Linked DNA regions of Mus musculus: regions 1, 2, 3, 5, 6 and 7 are each linked to region 4. Evidence: chromatin contacts called from public Hi-C and promoter capture Hi-C data. All regions are on one chromosome and are shown on one strand. The core of a region is the stretch at or near the end of the contact, and the rest is flanking DNA. Distances in the headings are between cores, read along the strand shown. Region 1 holds the start of Hnrnpc (heterogeneous nuclear ribonucleoprotein C). Region 2 holds the start of Exoc5 (exocyst complex component 5). Region 3 holds the start of Rab2b (RAB2B, member RAS oncogene family). Region 4 holds the start of Parp2 (poly (ADP-ribose) polymerase family, member 2). Region 5 holds the start of Slc35f4 (solute carrier family 35, member F4). Region 6 holds the start of Mettl3 (methyltransferase like 3). Region 7 holds the start of Zfp219 (zinc finger protein 219).

Region 1 (2,708 bases), core at 104-2,603, 1.3 Mb before region 4:
CTGTCTGTCTGTCTGTCTGTCAATCTACCTACCTACTTATATTTATTGTTTTTTCAAGATAGAGTTTCACTCTATAGCTCTAGCTGTCCTGAAACTTGACCAGGCTGGCTTGCACTTGAAACACTACCTAGCCCAAACTTTTCTTTTTAAAAATAAGATGTAAAATTGGGAACACATAAACTCGTTGGACTGGTTTACATAAAATAAATCTTTTGAAAATGACAAAGGCTAGGCAGGAGAGATGGCTCAGAGGTTAAGAGGACTGACTGCTCTTCCAAAGGTCCTGATCGTAACCACATGGTGGCTCACAACCATCTGTAGTGGGATCGGATGCCCTCTTCTGGTGTGTCTGAAGACAGCTACAGTGTACTCATATAAAAACAGTAAATAAATCTTTTTCTTAAAAAAAAAAAAAAAAGAAAAAAAAGGAAAGAAAGAAAAAGGCAAAGGTTTAAAGATCTAAAGATTAAAAAAAATCAGGAAATTTTTCTGGGATACAATCTCCTTTTCTCCGTAAGCTATATATACATTTCAGTGTATTTAATGTTCCTACAGTATAACCAGAGCTTTAGTGGCAGACCAAACCTGAGGGGATTAAGTAGTCTATTCTAGAAAGTGGGAAATTGAGGTGGCTGGCCATTGGGTTTGCAGACTGTGTGGCGACTTGGGACAAGGAAGCGGGTTTATAGGAGGTCGGGTAATTGCTCCTGCAGGAGAGAACTACAGAACCCAGTTGGTTTGGAGGGGGAGCTGTTCACTGAGAAGGCCATGTCCTCCCAACAGCTTATAGAATCTGGCAGAAAGAAGGGATCTGAATTTGATAATAACTGCAGAGCTAGTAGACGGCCTAGAGATAACTCTCCTCCCTTCTCAGAAGCTTGTTTGCGTTTCCCTTTTCCTAGGCCTGGGGCTAGGGCAGGCCGTTTGCACCCGCTACCAGACTCCACCCAGGCTCTCCCACCCCCGCGCCGCGGAAATGCGGTGATCTGGCCGGACCTGGGAGCTCTCAGAAGCACTGATAGGACGATGCGGCCGTCAGTCAGATCCGCCGGATACCCGGATGAGAAGCTGTGCGCGATACAAAGGCGAAAATTCCACCCAGCTTTCCGTCTGGTACATTGACCAATAACCATCCGTCAGTCACTAAGTGGCATGAAGCTGAACCAATTACTAACTAGCCTCTGTTACGCATGTGGAAATTCTCGCAATTAGCCCAACCCACCTCGGATTATGATTGGACGGAATTGTGAGGAGCGGTAGCGCTCGCTAATTAGGAGCGGGAGCGAGAAAAGTCACAGCCAATAGGAACGCCTCCAGGAACGAGGCGGGGGCTGGACTTTCGCCTCGGCGGCAGAGGAGCTCGGGGGCCATTTTGTGAGGAGACGGAGAGCGAACGGTCGTGTGGTTCTTCGCTGTTGTAGCTCCGGCGTCTCGGCGTAGACTCGCAGTAGGAGAGGCGGTCTCTTCTCTCTCTCCTTCCTTTTGGTAAGCGAAGGGGGCGAGTGCAGGGGAGGCCCTGGGCTGCTGGGCCCCGCCAGCGTGTGTAAGGGGGAAACCGGCCTCGCGGCAGAAGCCGAGGCCGCGTTTGTTCCCGTGCGGTGGGGACTTGGGTCTCATGCGGGAGGCAACAGGGCCTCGGCCTTGGCGCGGAGTCAACCTAGTGACCTCCAGGCCACGGTGCGTACGAAAATACCCTGTCTGCGCGCTCGGGTTTAACGGCTACTTTGATTTTCTTTGCCCATCAGGGATTCCAAGGGGGGACCAAGAAAGCGAAGAACGAAATGCTTGTTGATGTAATTGTCGGGGATATCTTACGGATTCCGTTATCACTTCCGAAGATAGACGCTGGGTGGGGGTAGGGGAGCGATAACATGGTGGTGTCGGACTGGAAGCTTCTAAATTCCAGGCTGGCTACATGGCATCTGAACGGCGTTTTAACAATAGGTTGAGTAATCATTACTTTTTTCCTCTAGGGGTAAAATGGTTAAAAGTCGGAGTGCTTGTGTTTGTAAAGGGAAGTGCGGAAGATTAATTTTAATTGGAATAATTACAGCTCACATTTTATCTGCAGGTTACAAATCATAAGTTAGTGGAACTTGAGGTAGGTACTACTGTCATAGAGAGAATTGAGCCTTAGAAGCGGTTGACAGGATCGTACTAGACAGGTCAAGTATTTTCACTGAGTTTCTAGGTGGTGCGCGCCTTTAATCCCAGCACTTGGGAGGCAGAGACAGGCAGATCTCTTTGAGTTCTAGGACTGCCCAGGATACACAGAGAAACTCTGTTTCGTAAATAAATAAATAGGGGGAAAGGCTTATTTTTGGGGGGAGGGGACCTGACACGGATGTTAGCAGAAAAATTTCAAGCTGGACTTGGGAACAATAATTAAAAGGCACAGCAAGGGTTTACAGCTACCTCAGTACTAGTCCTATCCCTCTAAAACTCAAAAAGGCAGTTTATAGCTATGTATGATAGTGCAGGCCAGTAATCTTTGTATTGTGGAGGCTCTGAGACAGGACCCCTTACCCATTGCAAGGCAGCCCAGGACTACATAGTAAAACCGTGCTTAAAAACAAATTAGTTTCTCTCTTGTAGGTGTTGAGTTCTTTTTTTTTTTTTTTTTTTTTTTTTTTTTGGTTTTTCAAGACAGGGTTTCTCTGTATAGCCCTGGCTGTCCTGGAACTCACTTTGTAGACCAGGCTGGCCTC
Region 2 (2,738 bases), core at 230-2,729, 1.7 Mb after region 4:
GGGAAGCTATTTGTCAGTATTTTGTTAAATCAGTACAGACATGTTCTAAGGCCCTGTTTGAGGATGTTTACTAGATAGCACTGTTCTGAAAGGTAGAGGCAGCTTGGACCCTATCATTAAGGAATGTAAATAAAGAAAACCATAGATTCATACAGTTCAAGTATCTAGAGCTGCATTATCCAGTATGGTAGACACCAGGTACATGTGTTACTGAAATGTAAGCAAAACTAACAACTAATGGGGGTCATGGTTGTTGCATTCCTTTAATTCTAGTATTTGGAAACCAGAAGCAGGAGGGTATCTATGAGTTTGTGGCTAGCTTGGTCTACACAGTGAATTCTGGGTAAGCCAGTGGTACACAGTGAGGCTCTGTCTCAAAACCACAGCAACAAAAACCTAATAACTGAGTTCCTCAGTTACACCATTCAAATGCTTTCTGGTTTACATTCGAAGAGATTTAAAATTGGTCACCTTTCTACCATACATTGCTGCTTTCCAAGAACACACATCTACTCATTAACACAGAGGCTTCTTAGAAATAATGCCAAGAGACAGGTAACAACTTCAAGAACTGACAGATGGGATCTCCTGAAATCAAAACAGTTCTGCAAAGCAAATAAAACTACAAGCAAAGTGGCGAGACAGCCTATAGACTGGGGGGAACTTAGCCAGCTATACTTTATATCGGGGTTAATATCTAATATAAAGAACTGCAGAGTCCTCTCCATAGAATTATCTTGGTAAGATATGGCAAATTCTAAAGGTGGGACCAAACCACTTATGCCACCTGGATAAAAAGGTGACTGTAATTTAATTTTTCACACTTCTATTTTGCTCACCCACTAGAAGCTGCAAACTATAACGTTCTTTAAGCAATCATTTTTGTACCAAACTTAAACAGATGGAATTAATTTTAAAGATACATTAGTATAGCCGGGTGTCGTGGCCCACACCTGTAATCCCAGCACTCTGGAGGTATCTGTAAATTCAAGGCCAGCCTGGTCTACGTATCAAGTTCTAGGACAGCCAGGTATACATGAATCCTGTCTCAAATATATAAATAAATAAAGATACAATAGCAGTAATACTAGAAAACATGTAGCATCATGTAACAAGCAACTCATTCCTTACAACAAAGTGAGATAAACGTAGAAAGCCTAAATTGCCCAAGGGCACCCTGCTAGCTGCTCCTGGGACAGCTGAGACTCAGCGCACCACAAAAACTCCTGCTTAGATTCATCCTTGGACCCATCATGCCTGAGGATCCAGACTTGCAATTACCTGGAGAATCTGACGGTGCCTCCAAGTGGAGTTCCTGGTTCGTGACGTATGAGCCACACTGCCCGCAGGGCCATGGTTAAGCCTCCCAAGTATCAGAGCGATGTAGAAACTAAGGTCGCCATCCAGCCAAAGTAGACCCCGCCTTCTAGATGGGCTGTACCAGGCAACGTCCGGGTTCTCCCTGAGCCGCAAGAGCTCACTGGAGATGCTCGCTCTTCCGGGTGAGGTGACTCAAGTCTCCCGGTCCCTTCAAGAGATTAAAACACTCCTCAGAAGGTCTTAAGAACCTACACCCGGAATCTCAAGGGACTGGAATACTCTTCTCGCCCACTTCCGGGACGGCGGCCCGCGAGGCTCAAGACGCGTCACCCTGTCGCAAACGAGCGCCTCCGCGGCCCGCTCGCCGCTCGCTCCTTTCGCCCGCCCCGCGAAGTCGGCCGGGCGCGCGCAGCCCCACTTCCGGCGTGCGAGGCGGTGACAATGGGAGCGGCGCGGGCGGCGCCGGGAGGCAGCTGACAGGCGTCTGCGGCTCCGCTTCATGGCTGCTCTCCCTCTCTGCCTTCGCTGTGTGAGGACCGGGGCAGCCAGCAGCGGTGCGCAGCCCGGGCCGGAGGCGGTAGGCCGAGCTGGGACTGGTGAGCGGCGCCGCTGAGGCGCAGCATGTGAAGCGGAGACGGCCTCGAGCGCGGGGCGAGCCTCTCAGCCGGCCGGCATGGCCACGACGGCCGAGCTCTTCGAGGTGGGTCCCGGGGCTCGGCGGGCGGCGGCGGCGGCGGCGGGGGAGGGGCGGGTGGCGGCGGGACGCTGGGCCGGCTCGGGTGGCAGGGCGGCCAGACGTCCCGGAGACCGGACGGGCAGTGGGCAGGGCTGACTCCGGAGCCCAGGGCCGGCGAGCCGGGTCTTGCTGTGCGGATCCTCGCGACGGTGCTACAGGGGGCATCTGAATGGAGACTCTGGGGGGCTCCTCGGTGCCGAGGTTCCGACAAGCTCAGAAGCGGCCCTGGGGTGCCTGCCGTCTTACCTTACAGTCGAAAAGGCTGGGAGGATTCTTTTAAGGACAATAAAGGCCTACTTAGCCTCAGCACGGAAGGGAAGCGACACATCTTACTGCATTTAATTGCTGTGGAACCCTCCGACTGCTAGTTAAAGGATCCTTGGGCTGTGAGAAGCTGTGGGAGCGTTCAGGTGCATTTTCTTGAGTGTTTCAATATTTAAACTTGACAGTTGGATTTTGTGGCGTGTCAGTGTCAGAAGCGGTGAGGTTTGAGATAATGGAATGGGGTTACAAGACAATGAAACAGTATCTTCTTGTGTGGAAAAAAATAGAAGTAGTCATATGAAGAAAAATGAGGAATACACCTTCTCCCCCGCTGGGGCGTGATTACTCCATAGCAGCAGAAGTGTAAGTTGTAGAGAACACTGCAGTTCACAGTTAAGAATGTCACCATAGGTGAAAA
Region 3 (3,122 bases), core at 351-2,850, 1.5 Mb before region 4:
AACAATGTTCCCACAGGATAAACCGACACAACAGCAATGGATAACTACTTTTGGTGCAAACAACCGTGCAAATGAATTCACAGCACTTTGGGAGGTAGTATATAATCCTCAAAAGATGGACCAAGGCTCAAGTTCTCAAAAAAAAAATGGTAAAATTTCATACACTGCAGCTTTGACTTTCGCTTGCTCAAATAAGTTTTATGCTTTCTAATAGGAAAATCTGTCAACCAAAAGTTTTCCTGAATATCTTACAGCAGTGGCTCTCAACGTTCCTAATGCTGCATGGACCCTTTATTATGGTTCCTCATATTATGGTGACCCCCAACCATAAAATTATTTTCGCTGCTATTTCACAAATATAAGTTTGCTACTGTTATGAATCACAAAGTATCTGTTTTCCTATGGTCTTAGGTGACCCTTGTGGAAGGTCTTAGAACATCCAACAACCATTACTTCTACTTCACGCCATCTTTAAAAACCAAACCAAACCAAACCAAACCAAACCCTGTTATTATAGTCATTTGACAACTGGAATCCAAAGGTGACATAGTCAGTCTGTGATCACTGGGAAACAGGTGCACTCTACCCCCTTCTATGTTCTCTGGCAGCTATTTCTTTCCCTCTGTCGTTCTTTAGCCAAGCAAACAGATGCCACATCAGTAGGATGAACCACTTTTATCAGAAAAGACATTTCAAATAAAAGAGCCCCCTATAGAATTCAAGAAATAACAACTGTCCGAAGTTATTCCCTGCTGGATAAACAACTTTCTTTATCTCGATTTCTTTACTGAAAAAATTTTTTTTCTTTCTTGCTGTCTCCCAAGATTGTTAGTTATTTCACCCCCAACCAAAGAACAATTCCTTTCGTTCTTCCTATTCAGAACAGAAACTCCTCAAACAAGCCGTCTCTTCAACATCCTGGTTTCCTCATGACAGCCGCTTTCGGTTCTCCCCCACCCCCACCCCCTCCACAGTCCTTAGAGGAGCTCGAAGCCTCGGCCACTGTCCCCTCCAGCTCCCGCCAGCCCCCGCGCTCACCCCCACCGTCCTTCCCTAACCGCTGCCTAGGCCCTCCGGCGCCCCAGCATCAGCAGCTTTTGCTCACCTCGGCTCCTGACAGGAAAGGGTGCGAGGGCCCAGTGATCGTCAGGTAATTGTCATTTCCTCCGGGAAACTGTAAACCAAAAGAAAGCCGCGGTGGGTGAGTGAGCGGAGCAGTGGCGTGCTGAGACCCCAGCCCTCCCGAGCCCCCCTGGCTCCTCGCTGCCCTGCATTCCCGCTTCCGCTTCCCCTAGTCGGCCGCGAACCCTCATCAGCCCTCAAAGACTCGGCACCCACCTCCATCTTCACAGCACCACTACCAGCGACTCAGCGTCTCCGCGTCCGCATCGCTCCCACCGCCCCCACTAGGTTCCGAGCGCGTCACTTCCTCAAGGAGAAAGCGTCGCTCTCCGATGATTGGACCGAGTCAGGGACGCAACCAGTCTCGATCCCAGCTGCCCGAAGGGTCGCTGTCGCCCCCTGGAGCTTGGTGGGATAATGGCATGTAGAAGAGCACTGGGTGGCCCTAGAGGCGGCGTCCGGTACAGCCGATCCAGCGAAGATTTCTGGGGGAGAGCAATAGAGACGCAGCTTGAGCTAGAAGGGCTGGAGCGGAGGCAAATAAGGAGACCCGTAGATTGAGTGGCTAGAGAGGTCGGAGGTAAGTGGCTGTAGAAATCGGGAGGACCCGGAACACAGACGCCTCGGGACCATGACTTACGCTTATCTCTTCAAGTACATCATCATCGGAGACACAGGTAACCCGCCGACGGACCGCCTTCGGAGTTGGGGCGGGGATCCTACCTCCAAAATCGGCTTGGGGGCGGGGCGGGGTGAGCGGAGTTGCGCGGAGGGGGCGGGGCGAGCCCCGGGGGCGGGGCTCTGCCCCTGCCTTAGACCCTGTTCCCTGTCTGGGAGCCAGCGGCTTCCCGGGTGACGTGCGTCTAGTGAACACCGTTCTTTCGCAGGTGTGGGGAAGTCATGTCTCCTCCTTCAGTTTACCGACAAGCGGTTCCAGCCCGTGCACGACCTCACAATAGGTAAGCTATCCCCTCGTTCCAGAACAGCTAAAAGCTAGCTGCCAGAACTGCTAAAGGAGAAAGTTACAGTCTCAGTATTCTAAATAAAAAGTTACTTCTCGGCCGGGCGTGGTAGCTCGCGCCTTTAATCCCAGCACTCGGGAGGCAGGTGGATTTCAGAGTTCGAGGCCAGCCTGGTCTACAAAGTGAGTTCCAGGACATCCAGGGCTACACAGAGAAACCCTGTCTTGAAAAACCAAAAAAAGTTACTTCTCGCTACCTTGGTCTGAAATCATGGTATATGAAAAATGATAAAAGCTGGTAAGTGGAGGATAAATGATTGAAAGGTAACTTTAGAGATGGATGTAAGATACTAGTTGCCGTAGGATTTTTTTTTCTTCCAATGCAACTTGTATGTTTATGGAAAAATCCCACGGAAACATGACTGCTTATTAAACATCTCATCTGTATTTTGTTATTAACTACCAGCTTCACATGTTTTTCAACATAAACACCAACATAGGATTCTTTTAAGTCTGGAGAGGTAAAAGCCAATGTACGGACATTGCAGTTCTTCCTGCACAGACACCTCCTCTAATCTCTTCACCTTCTCTTCTTTTAGGAGCAAATAGCCTCAGATTCATTATATAACCCACACTGGACACAAACTCCCAGAGATCCTCCTGCATTAGACTCTCCCCCCCCCACCCCCTCGGGACAGGGTTTCTCTCTGTGTGGCCCTGGCTGTCCTGGAACTCACTCTGTAGGACAGGCTGGCTTCAAAAATCAGAAATCCGCCTGCCTCTGCCTCCCAAGTGCTGGGATTAAAGGCGTGCGCCACCACTCCCAGCCTCACGGACTTTCGTAATAAGTTTGTTTTTGCGCCGAGACTGGCTTTAAGCTTCCTGGGTAACCTGACCATGATTTTGACTTGATCGTCCTAAATGCTGGGATTAGATATGCACCACTATACTCAGCCTGTTTTTTAGTTTCTTACTCATTGAAATTACATTCTTATTGTTCTGAGAGAAAAAAAAAGTTGACAGTGATTTTTTTTTTCCA
Region 4 (3,114 bases), core at 586-3,085:
AGACCACGAGCATTGTTGACAATGCTGATAACCTAACTCCCTGCATCCCTTATCATCCAGACTTGGACTCTGGAATTCTGTCAGATCTCCTCAGGAACTGTGATCTCATTTAAATTCTTTAACAACTCCTTGAAGAGCCAAAAATCACAAATCTTACATACATGTCTATTCTAAAGACAGTGAAGGGTGATTCTTCTTTGAGAAGCCCACACTCATGTTCTGTGGCGTCTCTCTTCCCAGTCATTCCGTTTCTTTTAACCCTTGTGCTTAAAACATATATTGGCATCTCCTGTAATAAACTTCCAACTTTGGTTCATTTTGCATACTCTTGAAAGTCATTTCTACTTTAAAGGCAAGAATACTAGGTTTGCCTGAGTGGAGGTCTCTGAAAAACTAAGGTTGCTGTCAGAGACAGTAGAGTTGTCTCTGCCCTTGACTGTTAACAAACATAAAACCCAAAACAAACAAAGAAACAAACCCCCAAAGGTTATTGTTTCCTTTTACGTGTATGGGTGTTCTGTCTGTATATGTATGTGTGCCACGTGCATGTCTGGATGTCTGGTGTACCTGGAGGTCTGGGAGGGTGGTTATGACTTGCCATGTGGGATTTTGGAATCAAACTCAGACCCTCTATAAGGGCAACAAGTGTTTTTTTTTTTTTTTGGTTTTGTTTTCTTTTTTTTTTTTTTTTGGTTTTTCGAGACAGGGTTTCTCTGTATAGCCCTGGCTGTCCTGGAGCTCACTTTGTAGACCAGGCTGGCCTCAAACTCAGAAGTCCGCCTGCCTCTGCCTCCCGAGTGCTGGGATTAAAGGCGTGTGCCACCACGCCTGGCTAACAAGTGGTTTTTAACATTGAGCTAACTCTCCAGCTTCTTGACAACCCTCCTCCCCCCACCCCCCTTTTTAAATGACAGGGTCTCTATATAGCCCTGGCTGTCCTGGACCTCACAGAGATCCTCCTGCCTCTGCCTCCCAAGTGCGAGCATTAAAGGTGTGAGCCAACATGCCCACCAGGCTCTCATAATATCCTTTAAAGAAAGAACTTAAAGTAGCTGGAGAGGTGGGTCAGTGATGAAGGAGCTGCCTGATTCTTCCCGAGGCTCTGGGTTTAAGTTCCATCTCTCATATGGCAGACCACAACTGTCAGTAACTCTAGTACGGGGGGTCCAACACTTCCAGGCACATACATGGTGCATATATATATATATATGCAGATAAAATACATAAAGATTAAATAATTTCTAAAGAAATAATTCAACATGCTCTTAATAACTTGCACACCACTCACTGAGCAATACTGCCTAAATTGCTATCCTGATGGGATATTAATAATAGGATAAAATAAGTTTACATAGATCTTTACAGTTCATTACATGGGTCTCATAGCCTTTGGTCTCTAATACCTTCCTTCAAACTAGACCACTTCATCATGGTCATCAGTAAAGTGTTCAACGGTCTGGACTGACCAACTTGCTGCCAGCGTTGCTATTTGGAGCTTTAGAACCTGTAAATTCATTGAACTTTAGTTGCCCGAAATATAAAACCGAGACCACAGACACAGTATACGGTCTACAGACACCAATTCTAAGATTCGAATTTTACTTTCTGAAATCGGATGTATCTTAAAAGGTTGACTACAGCTAATCACTTTACTGTAAGCGCTTATCCGTGACCCGCCTCTTTGGACTGAAGTGTAATATGAAAAAGCGAGAGGCTCCCTGTGACACTGGGCCGAGCATTCAGCCTGCGGACTGAGTTCCCACCTCGCCTTCCAGAGCCTGATCTCTGCCGCCGCGGCGCCATCGCTCTTGAAGGACGACGTCATCATCCCTTGCCCGGATGCGCGGGCTTCTTGTCTAGCACAGGAGCCTGGGGTAGAGCGCATGCAAATTACGCGCTGTGCTTTGTGGGAAATCACCCTAAACGAAAAATTTATTCCTCTTTCGAGCCTTATAGTGGCGGCCGGTCTACATCCTGAAAGTGGGCGGAGGAAGCTCATCAGCGGGGCCACGTGCTGAGTGCGTGTCACTCTTCGGCCCCTGGGAAGGTCTGAGACTTGGGCCTCCCGCGGCCCTAACCGGGCTCTCCCCGAGCGGGGAGGTGAGTTCCCAGAGAGCAGGGCTCTACGCTTGGGCAGACTGGGCAGGAGAAGCCCCGAGTCGGGGCGGATGCCTCCCTCGCCGGAGCGGATGCCTCCCTCGCCGGAGCTTGGAACAGACTCACGGCCAGCAGTGCGAGTTCAATGGCTGAGGTGAGGCACCTCCCGGGCCTCATAACCCAATTCAGACTACTCTCCCCCGCCCTCTTTTTTGATCGAGATCCTTTTGGAGTATTGACTCGAAAGGGTTTTATATATTTACTCTGTGTCTCAGCATTCAGTCAGTCATTCATTCATTTTGAACAGTTGTGACTGTATTGACCACAACCCTCTACTATAAAAAGACCAAGCTTGAGAGTTGTTCAAATATGGATTAAACCATAAAAATATAGAAGGGAGTTTGACAACATTTAGTGAAACATGATATGAACCCCCTCCCACTGTTGGATTTTTGGGGCTATACTTTAGCTATTTGTCTAGCAAAAATAAACGTAGTTCATACCTTCATGTAACTTGTTATTGGGAGAATATATATGTAGACTTATTACAAAACCAAAAAAATGAACCTGTAACTGTAATAAGTACTTAGGAAAAGCACATAGTATCATAATAGAGAAACAGGCTGGGAATTCCTCATGAAGTAAATGAGCAGAGTTGAGCTACAGCGAAGAACACTGAGAAAGGAGAAGCAATTGAGATAGGAGTGGAATAGGGCTCATACCAAGCCCAGCTTTCCTTACAAAGGCGCGAAGCTGTGACTTGACTAGTGTGTGGATGCCTCAGATCGATTAATGACCAAAACTGAAAAATAAAACTTTGATTACCATTTCCCGTCCCTCATCTCCTCCAGGTCTCCATCCAACTAACTCCATGTCCTCTTGAGCTTTCTTTAGAAAACAGGCAATTAAATTAAAAAATAAATAAATAAATAAATAAAAAGCACAAGTGATACGTACACAAACACATACAAACTCATTAAAAAAAAAAAAAAAAAAAAAAGCTGGGTGAGCCAGGCA
Region 5 (2,839 bases), core at 166-2,665, 1.3 Mb after region 4:
GATTGGAGGATTACTTCTTAAGAGACAGGGACTGAAATCTATGAACAAGGTAGCCTTTGCTCCTTGCATTCAGCTAACTCTAGGACTTCTCATCAACTCAGAAGGGCCATATTGGTGTGAAGGCTGCTCACCCTGATCACAGAGCTTCTAGAATGTTCTGCATAGATAATAAGTCTTTCTGTAGCCGGGCAGTGGTGACGCTTTAATCCCAGCACTTGGGAGACAGAGGCAGGCTGATTTCTGAGTTTGAGGCCAGCTTGGTCTACAGAGAGAGTTCCAGGACAGCCAGGGCTACACAGAGAAACCCTGTCTCCAGAAAAAAAAAACAAAAAAACAAAAAAAAACAAAAACAAAAACAAAACAAAACAAAAAAAACAAAAAACAAAACAAAACAAAAAACAAAAGGAAAAAAAAGTGTTTCTCTTTGGTCTTTGGACTTTGGCAATAGCTCGTATGCTCAGATACAGTTTGAAAGCCCTTACTTCTTATGTGTTTTACAATAAAGAAGAAAATATTTTTTCTTAGATTGTGGGATATTTAGAATTAGACAAATGAATATGCTGTGCTCAGATGTATGGTCCTACCCTTTGTTGTGTTTATTGGAAGGTAGGGGTCCCATGTAGACTATCAGACACAGGACTTAAACTCTTAAAATCTCTGCATTCACTAGGGTAATTATAATCCACACACCACCTGATCGAGATTCTTCTTCTTCTTCTTCTTCTTCTTCTTCTTCTTCTTCTTCTTCTTCTTCTTCTTCTTCTTCTTCTTCTTCTTCTTCTTCTTCTTCTTCTTCTTCTCCTCTTCTTCTTCCTCTTCTCCTCCTTCTTCTTCTTCTTCTTCTTCTTCTTCTTCCTTCTTCTTCTTCTTCTTCTTCTTCTTCTTCTTCTTCTTCTTCTTCTTCTCCTCCTCCTCCTCCTCCTCCTCCTCCTCCTCCTCCTCCTCCTCCTCTTCCTCCTCCTCCTCCTCCCCTCCTCCTCCTCTTCCTCCTCCTCCTCCTTCTCAGTTGGTAAAAGGAGAAAAAGGATCCTTGGATGTCTAGACAAGTTGCAACGAGTAATGCCTGTGAATGCTTTCCATATCCATACACCCAAGGTGGAATGGGCAGGAGCCTGGAACGAATGCAGGGTAGAAGTGCTAAACTGCAGTGTGCATCTTTTGAATTGCTAACCCCTAGTTCTGTGTGAGTGTCTCCCACCCACAGCAGTTCACCTTGAGCATCTAGCCACCGTCCTTCCCTCAAGTGGGCTTGGGGGTGTCTACTTTTGGCACAAGGGTTAACGGTGAAAGTCAGAGACCAGGTGGGGCGCCCACAAGCGTCCCAGACCTGGGTGGGCGTCGGAGGTGAGGGGGCGCTGTTCGGGCAGCAGTGAGCTGGTGGCGGGCGGGTGAGCTGCCAGGCTGACAGAAAGGCCGGCCAGAGTGGGGGCCGCTCCGCTGCCGCTGCCGTTGCCGCCGCCGCTGTGATGCGAAGCCAGAGCTGCGCCCAGCGGTGGAATCAGAGCTGGGGCGCGGGAGCACGAGCTGCAACATCAGCACCAGCGGCGGCGGCGGCGGCGGCGGTACCTGCAGTAGCTCCCGGGCCCCGCGCTTTGCTCTACGCCCCGCGGCTCCGGGAGCCGCCGCCCCGCGTTCTCTATGGATGTCAAGGCGGCCCCCAACGGGGTGGCCACCATCGAGGACCGGATCCTGCGGATTACTGGCTACTATGGCTATTACCCGGGTTACTCCAGCCAGAAAAGTAAGACGCCGCGAGGCGGTCCTGAGCGAACTGCGGGTGGGAGATGGGAGCTCAGGAGCACAGGGGCACAGGGAGACAGGGGGCAGGGGTGCGGTGCCAGAAGGCGCGCGGTGGGACACCTGCAGCATTGTCTGCTCCCTCACAAACACTGCCCTGGCCTCCAGGACCTCAGGGAGTAAAGTATGTCCGATGTCCGCTGTCCTCGGTGCTGAACCTCGAGGCAGCCATTGGGGCTGGGCGCTTGAACCCAGGAGTTTGGGGACAGTCTCAGTCTTGGAGGTAGAGGCGTGTAGAGGACAGGGCAAGCGCTCCTGATTGTCGTCGGTCAGCCTACCGGAGGCTGATTTATGCCTGGAGGATGCTAACATGGCTGTTCCACTAGCTGACCATCAGCCCTTGGGATACCCACTCAGAAAGCTTGACTCTGTGTCAGGGTGCTTACCCCACGCTGGGGATGAAGACTGTGGGGGACATTAGTTGGTTGAGGTTAGACTGGCTGGGTGGGTCAGCTTGTTCACCAGGGGTTGTTGAAATGTTGCCAGCACGATAATTGTTCATGATAAAACATCCTTAGAAGGTTCTCTACCCCCTGAGCAGTGAAAAGAACCTGCTTAAGTGGCTGAATTGCGGAGCTACCTACACCCTCCACACAACGCGGCCACCTCTGAGCTGCTGGATTTCAGCTTTATTCTGGCTAGATTACGCCAGTCTGCATAGTTGCTCTCAGGTTTTGGAAGCAGTTTCATCCACTACCGCTTCCTACACACACACACACACACACACACACACACACACACACACACACACACACACACACACACACACCGTGTTGCTGGGGATGCAGTGAGGGTCTCTATGTTTCTAGTCTCCACATTCTGTTTCCCTGACACACAAACCCCCCACTGTATCTGCTAGGATTAGTTCTGCTAAGCACCAAAGTGAAGCCTGTTTGGTTTGGTTTTTTTATTATTTTTTTTATTTTTTTGGTTTGTTGTTGTTTGTTCGTTTGTTTGATTCCTTAATCTGAACTAGGAGAGTAGCTATGCTTTAATTTCCATGCAGGTGGAATTTCAGTTTTCTTTATCACAGCATTTCTGT
Region 6 (3,006 bases), core at 44-2,543, 1.5 Mb before region 4:
CTGGATAGGTTTGATAGCCAGCCCAGGAGATCTACTGTTCTCTGCCTTTCCAACACTGAGATAACAACTGCCTAGTCATGGGCTGGAGATAAGGCTCAGTGGTAAAGAGCACAATTTATTATTACAGAATTGAACTCAGGTTCAAACCCTAGCACCCACATTGTACATCACAATTGCCTGTAACTCTAGTTCACGAAGATGACTCCGTCTTCTGGTCTCCAGGGGAGCCAGGTATGTGTGTGTGTGTGTGTGTGTGTGTGTGTACAAACACACATATACAAATATTCAAACACAAAAATAAACCTTTTTCTAAATTAAGCTAAAACAATGTCTGCCACCCCACACAGCTTTGCCTTAAATTTATGTGGGTTCTGGGAATCTCAGAATCTCATGCTTTCACAGCAAACACTTTACTGAGCTACCTCCCCATTTCTTGCACATTTTCTTTTAAAAAAAAAAAAAAGAACAAATTTATTATATGTATATGAGTACACTGTAGCCGTCTTCAGGCACACCAGAAAAGGGCAACGGATCCCAATTACAGATGGATATGAGTAACCATGTGGTTGCTGGGAATTGAACTCAGGACCTCTGGGAGAGCACTGAGTGCTCTTACCTGCCGAGACATCTCTCCACTCATCCTGAACATTTTTAAAGAGTGCTCCCTCACGCTGAAAAAGATGGTTCCCTAATTAAGATGTTTGTCTTAGAATATGCCTGAATTCCCAGAACTCGGATATTGAGGCAGGAGGATTGTGAGTTGCAGAACCACATAGTGAAACTCCACTCTCCTTTCACACACTTTGTATAGAAAGAAAGAAAGAAAGAAAGAAAGAAAGAAAGAAAGAAAGAAAGAAAGAAAGAAAGAAAGAAAGAAAGAAGGAGGGAGGGAGGGAGGGAGGGAGGGAGGGAGGGAGGGAGGGAGGGAGGGAGGGAGGGAGGGAGGAAGGAAGGAAGGAAGGAAGATAATATTTAACTTAGAAAATCTGGGGCCTTAAGGGCAGAAATCTATGATACAGTGCTTGACCGTATGTGCAAGGACCAGAATATACAATCAACCAGACTAACAGTCTGTTCACTCCTTCCCGTCCATCCATCTCTCCACGCATACACCCACCCGTCAAACACTCACACTTGTTCTAGCCCTGCTATTTTAAATGCGTTGTCACTAACGACTTAAAGAAACAACATGGCGGGTCTGCCAGCTACCAACATGGCAAACACAGCCTCAGCGCTCCCGGAAACACGAGAGAGAACTACCGTGAGGATTACGTCCGGCTGGTTCGCCAACCGGAAGTGGCTTTTCATCTTGGCTCTATCCGGCTGGCCTTCGGGCGTCCTCGTGAGAATTAGATGTTTCTTAGTTCTAGGCTGGGGAGGTGCTAGTCCGCCGCGCCTGATTCGAGCCGAGTCCGCGCTGGGAGCTAGGATGTCGGACACGTGGAGCTCTATCCAGGCCCATAAGAAACAGCTGGACTCGCTTCGCGAGAGATTGCAGCGGCGACGGAAGCAGGACTCTGGGCACTTGGGTGAGGTGCGGGGTGGTCGGGGCGGGCCTGGGCGGGGCGAGAGACTCCTGGAGAGGAAGACAGCCCCGGGCTCTGCGCCCTTTCCGGAGCAGCCCTTTATTGGACTCCTCGATTGTTGGTTACCCCATCTTTCCCGAGTAGCTGAAACGCATGCCCACCTGCGGGAAAGCTTGCAGTGCCTCCTCCCGGGCGTCGGTTTTTCAAGCGTAACACCACACCAACATGGGTCCACTCCTCTCCTTGGGTCCCATTCCAGTCCTGTCTAGGAGAATGTTGCGTCCGTGAAGCCTCTCAGTACCTTATTCCGAGAGCCAGCAAAACCCGTTTTGTTGCTTCTGTGCCTGTTTTACCTTAGTTGTAACGTTTGCTTTGTCACTGTCTTTTCTTTCCCATGTGGGCGGGGAGCAAGGATTGCTTCTGTATATCTATCCCCAGAGCCCGGTTTAGCAGCCACAACAGGGTCCTCACTAGGACCTTCTCACTAGGACCTTAATGAATGAGTAGTGCAAGTGTTTACAAACGTAGCAAGAATCTGAAAACACTTGATTTTGGTCTTTAAACATTTTCCCCCTCCCCCTTGTATGACAAAGTTAGAAAAATTGAAGGCACTTAAAAGAGTACTACCCTAATAGCCTTCTCCAGCACAAGCTCAATTATTTAAGGTAAACCAGTTGCAAAGCTCTGCGAGAATACCGAATCCATACTACATGTGTGGGTAGCATGTCAGTGCTTTGCAGTATTCACAGCTCACAACAGCAGACCTTGGTGAAATTCAGTCTCACCGTAATTTGTGAACATTTATTGCATATCTACACTACTCATGGGTTTCGGCAAAAAGAAGACACTGCTGTTACCTTAAAGGAGCTTAAAAATCTATGTGAGAATCAAAGAAGATTAGAAGAAAAAGCAGGGAGAAAAACCCTTCATGGTGGCTCATGCCTGTAATCCCAGCACTTTTTTTTTTAAAAGATTTATTTATTTATTATATGTAAGTACACTGTAGCTGTCCTCAGACACTCCAGAAGAGGGAGTCAGATCTTGTTACAGATGGTTGTGAGCCACCATGTGGTTGCTGGGATTTGAACTTCAGACCTTCGGAAGAGCAGTCGGGTGCTCTTACCCACTGAGCCATCTCACCAGCCCATCCCAGCACTTTTTTAAACAAGAGGGATATCTGTGAGTTTGAGGCCAGCCTGGTATACACAGTGAGTTCCAGGACAGCCAGAACTACCTAGAGAGACCCTGCCTCAAAACAAAACAACAAAGCCAAAAAAAAAAAAAGAAAAGAAAAAGAAAGAAAGTGTCACAGCTACAGTATTATATATGTAAGATGCTAAATGAATGGGTCCACAGTCGCTACAATGACTAAGAAATGGGGCAAGCTTAATGGGGACTTCCTACTGGAGTTGCCAGTTAAATTTGGCCTTGATTTTTAAACTGCATTAGCCAATACAAGATTTATCAGATTACATAATTT
Region 7 (2,759 bases), core at 77-2,576, 1.2 Mb before region 4:
CCGGAAACCATGGCACTACCGGAGCCAGAGCTGCCCACGGCAGTAGCTGGTGGAGTTGAGGACAGACATCCATTTAGCAGTGTGTACTGCTGAGTTCCCAGCAGTTCTCACTTCACAGGCAATCTAGTTCACTCACTTACACCATTATCTGCCTTCTTAGACAATTTATTTTCCACCTCTCAAGGGCCTCATCATTTTAGAGGTCTTGTGCATGACTCTATTTTCGCCATATGATTCAGTAAGATAAGCAGAAGAAGCATGGTGTAATGGCCATGCAAATGAAGTGTAGTTCAGACAGATCTTATGCGCTCAAGCAACAGAGCCAGAATCTAGGTCTCCTGACGCCTGGTCTTGTTTTTCTCCCACTAAGAATTTCACACGGAAGCTCACTGAACTAAACAAGGAGAAATAGGCATGGTTGCTAGTAGACAAATCCCAACTGCGGAGCCATTCAAGCTTCACCACAAATTTCCAACCTTTTCCTTAAATTGTTTGCTCCCCCTCATATTCTATAGTATCTTCCCCAGGAAACTGAGTGAGGCTTTACGACTTAATTTGGCCAACCAATTGTGATGGAAGTTAACATGTATCCATTTGGCGAGCAGCACTGCAGAATTCATAAACAATTCTTCACACTTAGTTCACGATGTAGTGGGGGAGGCAAACTTATGGTGACACAGTAGGGTCTTCATACAGTAAGGCTCAGTCAAGCATGGTGAGTGGCACGTGCCTTTAACTCCAGCACTTACAGGCATGTGGATCAAGGTCTACATGGCAAGTTCCAGGCAGGCAAAGATACATGTGAGACCCTGCCTTTTAGAAAAGAAAAGAAAAGAAAAGAAAAGAAAAGAAAAGAAAAGAAAAGGAAAGAAAAGAAAAGGAAAAAAAATTGAGCCTCCAGCATCTTAGGATCTTAATAATTTACAATGAACAAAGGCCCTTGTCGGTTATTCTGGACACAAAGTAATGAGAAATAAAACCAGAGGTTTTGGCCCTGAGTGTTCAGCATTGTTAAGAGACCCATTTATACGGTCCTTGAGTTTCTCTTAAGATGCAGAATGCAATATCCAGGTTTCCGATTACCGCGGTAAAAGCTGGAAGACAGCTAATTGCTGTTTTCTCTTTATAGTTTCTTTGGCCACTACGTCCTGACTTTGAAGAAAAATATTCTTTTCTCAGAGCCCTTCACTATCCCTGCAGTTTGATTGGGGGAAGAGAAAACATGGAGGAGGCCCGGATTGCGTTCTCTCCATTCCAGAGCCTGATCCCAGATCTGTCTCCACCCACTAATACTCACACGTAACTTTGTCATAGGGCGACTATTACCACTCCCAAGGTGTCACAAACAGAAAGGATCTGCAGCTGGCGCCACTGCAATGTCAAGGCAAGCCAGCCAGGCTGCGCTCTAGCCTCACTGGTACCTGGGCTTGCCTGAGCCCGGAGAAGCAGCATTCTCTAGGGAAAAGAAGCCTTCTCAAGTGGGAACAAAAATGAATGTGAGGCGAACACCCATCCCGGGCACTATGTGAATTTGGGGTGAGTTCTCTTAGGCCTAGTCAATCTCTACTTTTTAGCAGCTACTAAGCTGTCCCCCCTCTCCCCGGTGCTATTGGGATCCACCGTTTTCCTGGGCTTTCTCCGCTCCCCCAAACCAACCGAGTCTATCATCTTTGTACACTTGCAGAGGTCATAAGTGGTGTGGGCACAGTACAAAAAGAGCTTCAGCGACCGTACCGCTGCAGGGATCAAAGGCCCGCCGGGGGCGGCCGAAAGGCTGAGCCTGCGCAGTCCTGCTCCCGCCTTGGAAAGGGTGGCGGCCACGCGGGCTCGGTCCACCAGCGTGCTCGCTAGAGGCGGGAAAGTCTTAGGTCGGTACCCCCGCCTGCCCAGCCAGCCTGTCCTCTCCAGCTCCCGGCCCGGGGGGGAGGGGGCGAGGAGGGCCGGCGCCTCTGACTCATCATCTCCAACCCCCTTCTCGCGCGCGCTCCAAGTCTCAGGACTTTGAACCTGGGCACTCGCGCGAGGGGCGCGGCGGCAGCACCAGGGGAAGCGCGGCTTGGCCCGGCGCCGACCCCCAGCCTTTGTCAGTACCGGCAGCTGCGGGCACGAGGGCTAGAGACCCGCAGCCGGTGGCGGTGACCTGGCCGCGGTGGCGGCGCCTCTGTGCGCGACGGCCCTCCCGGCGCCTCCCCGCACGCGGGGCCAGTGGTCGCGTCCGAGGAAAACTCGGCTAGGCCTTGCTCCCAGCGCCTGGCGTCACTCAGCAGATGCACAGCGCCCCCGCCGCCGAGGGAAGGCTCTTTATTTTGCAGTAGGTCACGGGGTAGCGGGGCATCCTGGGATTTGTAGTCTCGGGTGAATTAGGCAGGACCCGGATCCAAGGGAGACCTGGAGCACAACCGACGCGGATTCTGGGTTGGCTGGTGCAGCAACCCGGCTTGGAGTGGATGGGATTGTGAAAGGTGAACAGTGAGAGGAGGCAGATGTGAAATGAAGCTGGATGGAGAGGCAGGGAGGAAGAAGTCGAAGAATGCAAGGGAGGAAGCTGCTTGACGAGGCGTGAGGTGAGGGAGGTCTCTAGTCCAGAAATTATCTCCCTCTAGTGGGGAAGAGAAGAGAAATGGGCCTGGGTTGAGGGGAAATTGAGGGCACTCTGGGCTTCAGGCACATTCTGGGGGAAGTCCAGTTATAGTCCAAGGGAGGTGCAAGACGCAGAAGTGCCTGGAGATGTCCCCCTTGGCGTAGGGGGACAGTGGCAC

Evidence for each region. Promoter capture Hi-C pulls out the DNA fragments that hold promoters and counts their contacts. A called contact is a pair of places that touch in the nucleus more often than the background predicts. Capture Hi-C pulls out chosen DNA fragments and counts their contacts.
Region 1: a promoter capture Hi-C map of liver shows a contact between it and region 4, with 5 times the contacts expected there. The contact joins the promoter of Hnrnpc here to the promoter of Parp2 in region 4. A contact is called at or near these places in 7 of 39 promoter capture datasets (cranial neural crest, embryonic stem cells, hippocampal neurons and 4 more), 1 of 115 datasets of contacts at active chromatin or transcription factors (astrocytes) and 1 of 9 other capture datasets (macrophages).
Region 2: a Hi-C map of B cells shows a contact between it and region 4, with 7 read pairs. The contact joins the promoter of Exoc5 here to the promoter of Parp2 in region 4. A contact is called at or near these places in 1 of 39 promoter capture datasets (liver), 4 of 484 Hi-C or Micro-C datasets (B cells, CD4 T cells, the G1E-ER4 cell line and 1 more) and 1 of 115 datasets of contacts at active chromatin or transcription factors (extraembryonic endoderm stem cells).
Region 3: a promoter capture Hi-C map of adipose tissue shows a contact between it and region 4, with 5 times the contacts expected there. The contact joins the promoter of Rab2b here to the promoter of Parp2 in region 4. A contact is called at or near these places in 4 of 39 promoter capture datasets (cranial neural crest, hippocampal neurons, liver and 1 more), 1 of 115 datasets of contacts at active chromatin or transcription factors (astrocytes) and 2 of 9 other capture datasets (adipose tissue and pancreatic islet).
Region 5: a contact with region 4 is called in a promoter capture Hi-C map of liver, with 2.5 times the contacts expected there. The contact joins the promoter of Slc35f4 here to the promoter of Parp2 in region 4. A contact is called at or near these places in 3 of 39 promoter capture datasets (cranial neural crest, hippocampal neurons and liver).
Region 6: a Hi-C map of B cells shows a contact between it and region 4, with 7 read pairs. The contact joins the promoter of Mettl3 here to the promoter of Parp2 in region 4. A contact is called at or near these places in 1 of 39 promoter capture datasets (hippocampal neurons), 1 of 484 Hi-C or Micro-C datasets (B cells) and 1 of 115 datasets of contacts at active chromatin or transcription factors (astrocytes).
Region 7: a promoter capture Hi-C map of liver shows a contact between it and region 4, with 7 times the contacts expected there. The contact joins the promoter of Zfp219 here to the promoter of Parp2 in region 4. A contact is called at or near these places in 3 of 39 promoter capture datasets (hippocampal neurons, liver and pre-B cells), 4 of 484 Hi-C or Micro-C datasets (the G1E-ER4 cell line, embryonic stem cells, rod photoreceptor and 1 more) and 3 of 9 other capture datasets (adipose tissue, liver and macrophages).

Annotation. Positions count from the first base shown.
Region 1 is chr14:52,102,666-52,105,373 of GRCm38.p6, reverse strand. Hnrnpc (heterogeneous nuclear ribonucleoprotein C) reads left to right here and starts at 1,353. Exons shown (of 9, transcript NM_001170981.2): 1 at 1,353-1,485. It also overlaps a transcript of Rpgrip1 not described here.
Region 2 is chr14:49,065,408-49,068,145 of GRCm38.p6, reverse strand. Exoc5 (exocyst complex component 5) reads left to right here and starts at 1,479. Exons shown (of 18, transcript NM_207214.3): 1 at 1,479-2,020. The coding sequence starts at 1,994. Ap5m1 (adaptor-related protein complex 5, mu 1 subunit) reads right to left here and starts at 1,597. Exons shown (of 8, transcript NM_144535.5): 1 at 1,282-1,597. The coding sequence starts at 1,355.
Region 3 is chr14:52,277,873-52,280,994 of GRCm38.p6, reverse strand. It overlaps Rab2b (RAB2B, member RAS oncogene family), which reads left to right and starts at 1,600. Exons shown (of 8, transcript NM_172601.3): 1 at 1,600-1,799; 2 at 2,010-2,081. The coding sequence starts at 1,754. Tox4 (TOX high mobility group box family member 4) reads right to left here and starts at 1,849. Exons shown (of 10, transcript NM_023434.3): 1 at 1,763-1,849; 2 at 1,339-1,607; 3 at 1,106-1,174. The coding sequence starts at 1,344.
Region 4 is chr14:50,806,637-50,809,750 of GRCm38.p6, reverse strand. It overlaps Parp2 (poly (ADP-ribose) polymerase family, member 2), which reads right to left and starts at 1,835. Exons shown (of 16, transcript NM_009632.3): 1 at 1,764-1,835. The coding sequence starts at 1,803. It also overlaps Rpph1.
Region 5 is chr14:49,524,413-49,527,251 of GRCm38.p6, reverse strand. Slc35f4 (solute carrier family 35, member F4) reads left to right here and starts at 1,415. Exons shown (of 8, transcript NM_029238.2): 1 at 1,415-1,741. The coding sequence starts at 1,639.
Region 6 is chr14:52,303,411-52,306,416 of GRCm38.p6, reverse strand. Mettl3 (methyltransferase like 3) reads left to right here and starts at 1,293. Exons shown (of 11, transcript NM_019721.2): 1 at 1,293-1,529. The coding sequence starts at 1,430.
Region 7 is chr14:52,019,300-52,022,058 of GRCm38.p6, reverse strand. Zfp219 (zinc finger protein 219) reads left to right here and starts at 1,326. Exons shown (of 5, transcript NM_027248.2): 1 at 1,326-1,536. It overlaps Tmem253 (transmembrane protein 253), which reads right to left. Exons shown (of 7, transcript NM_001033805.3): 7 at 2,272-2,759.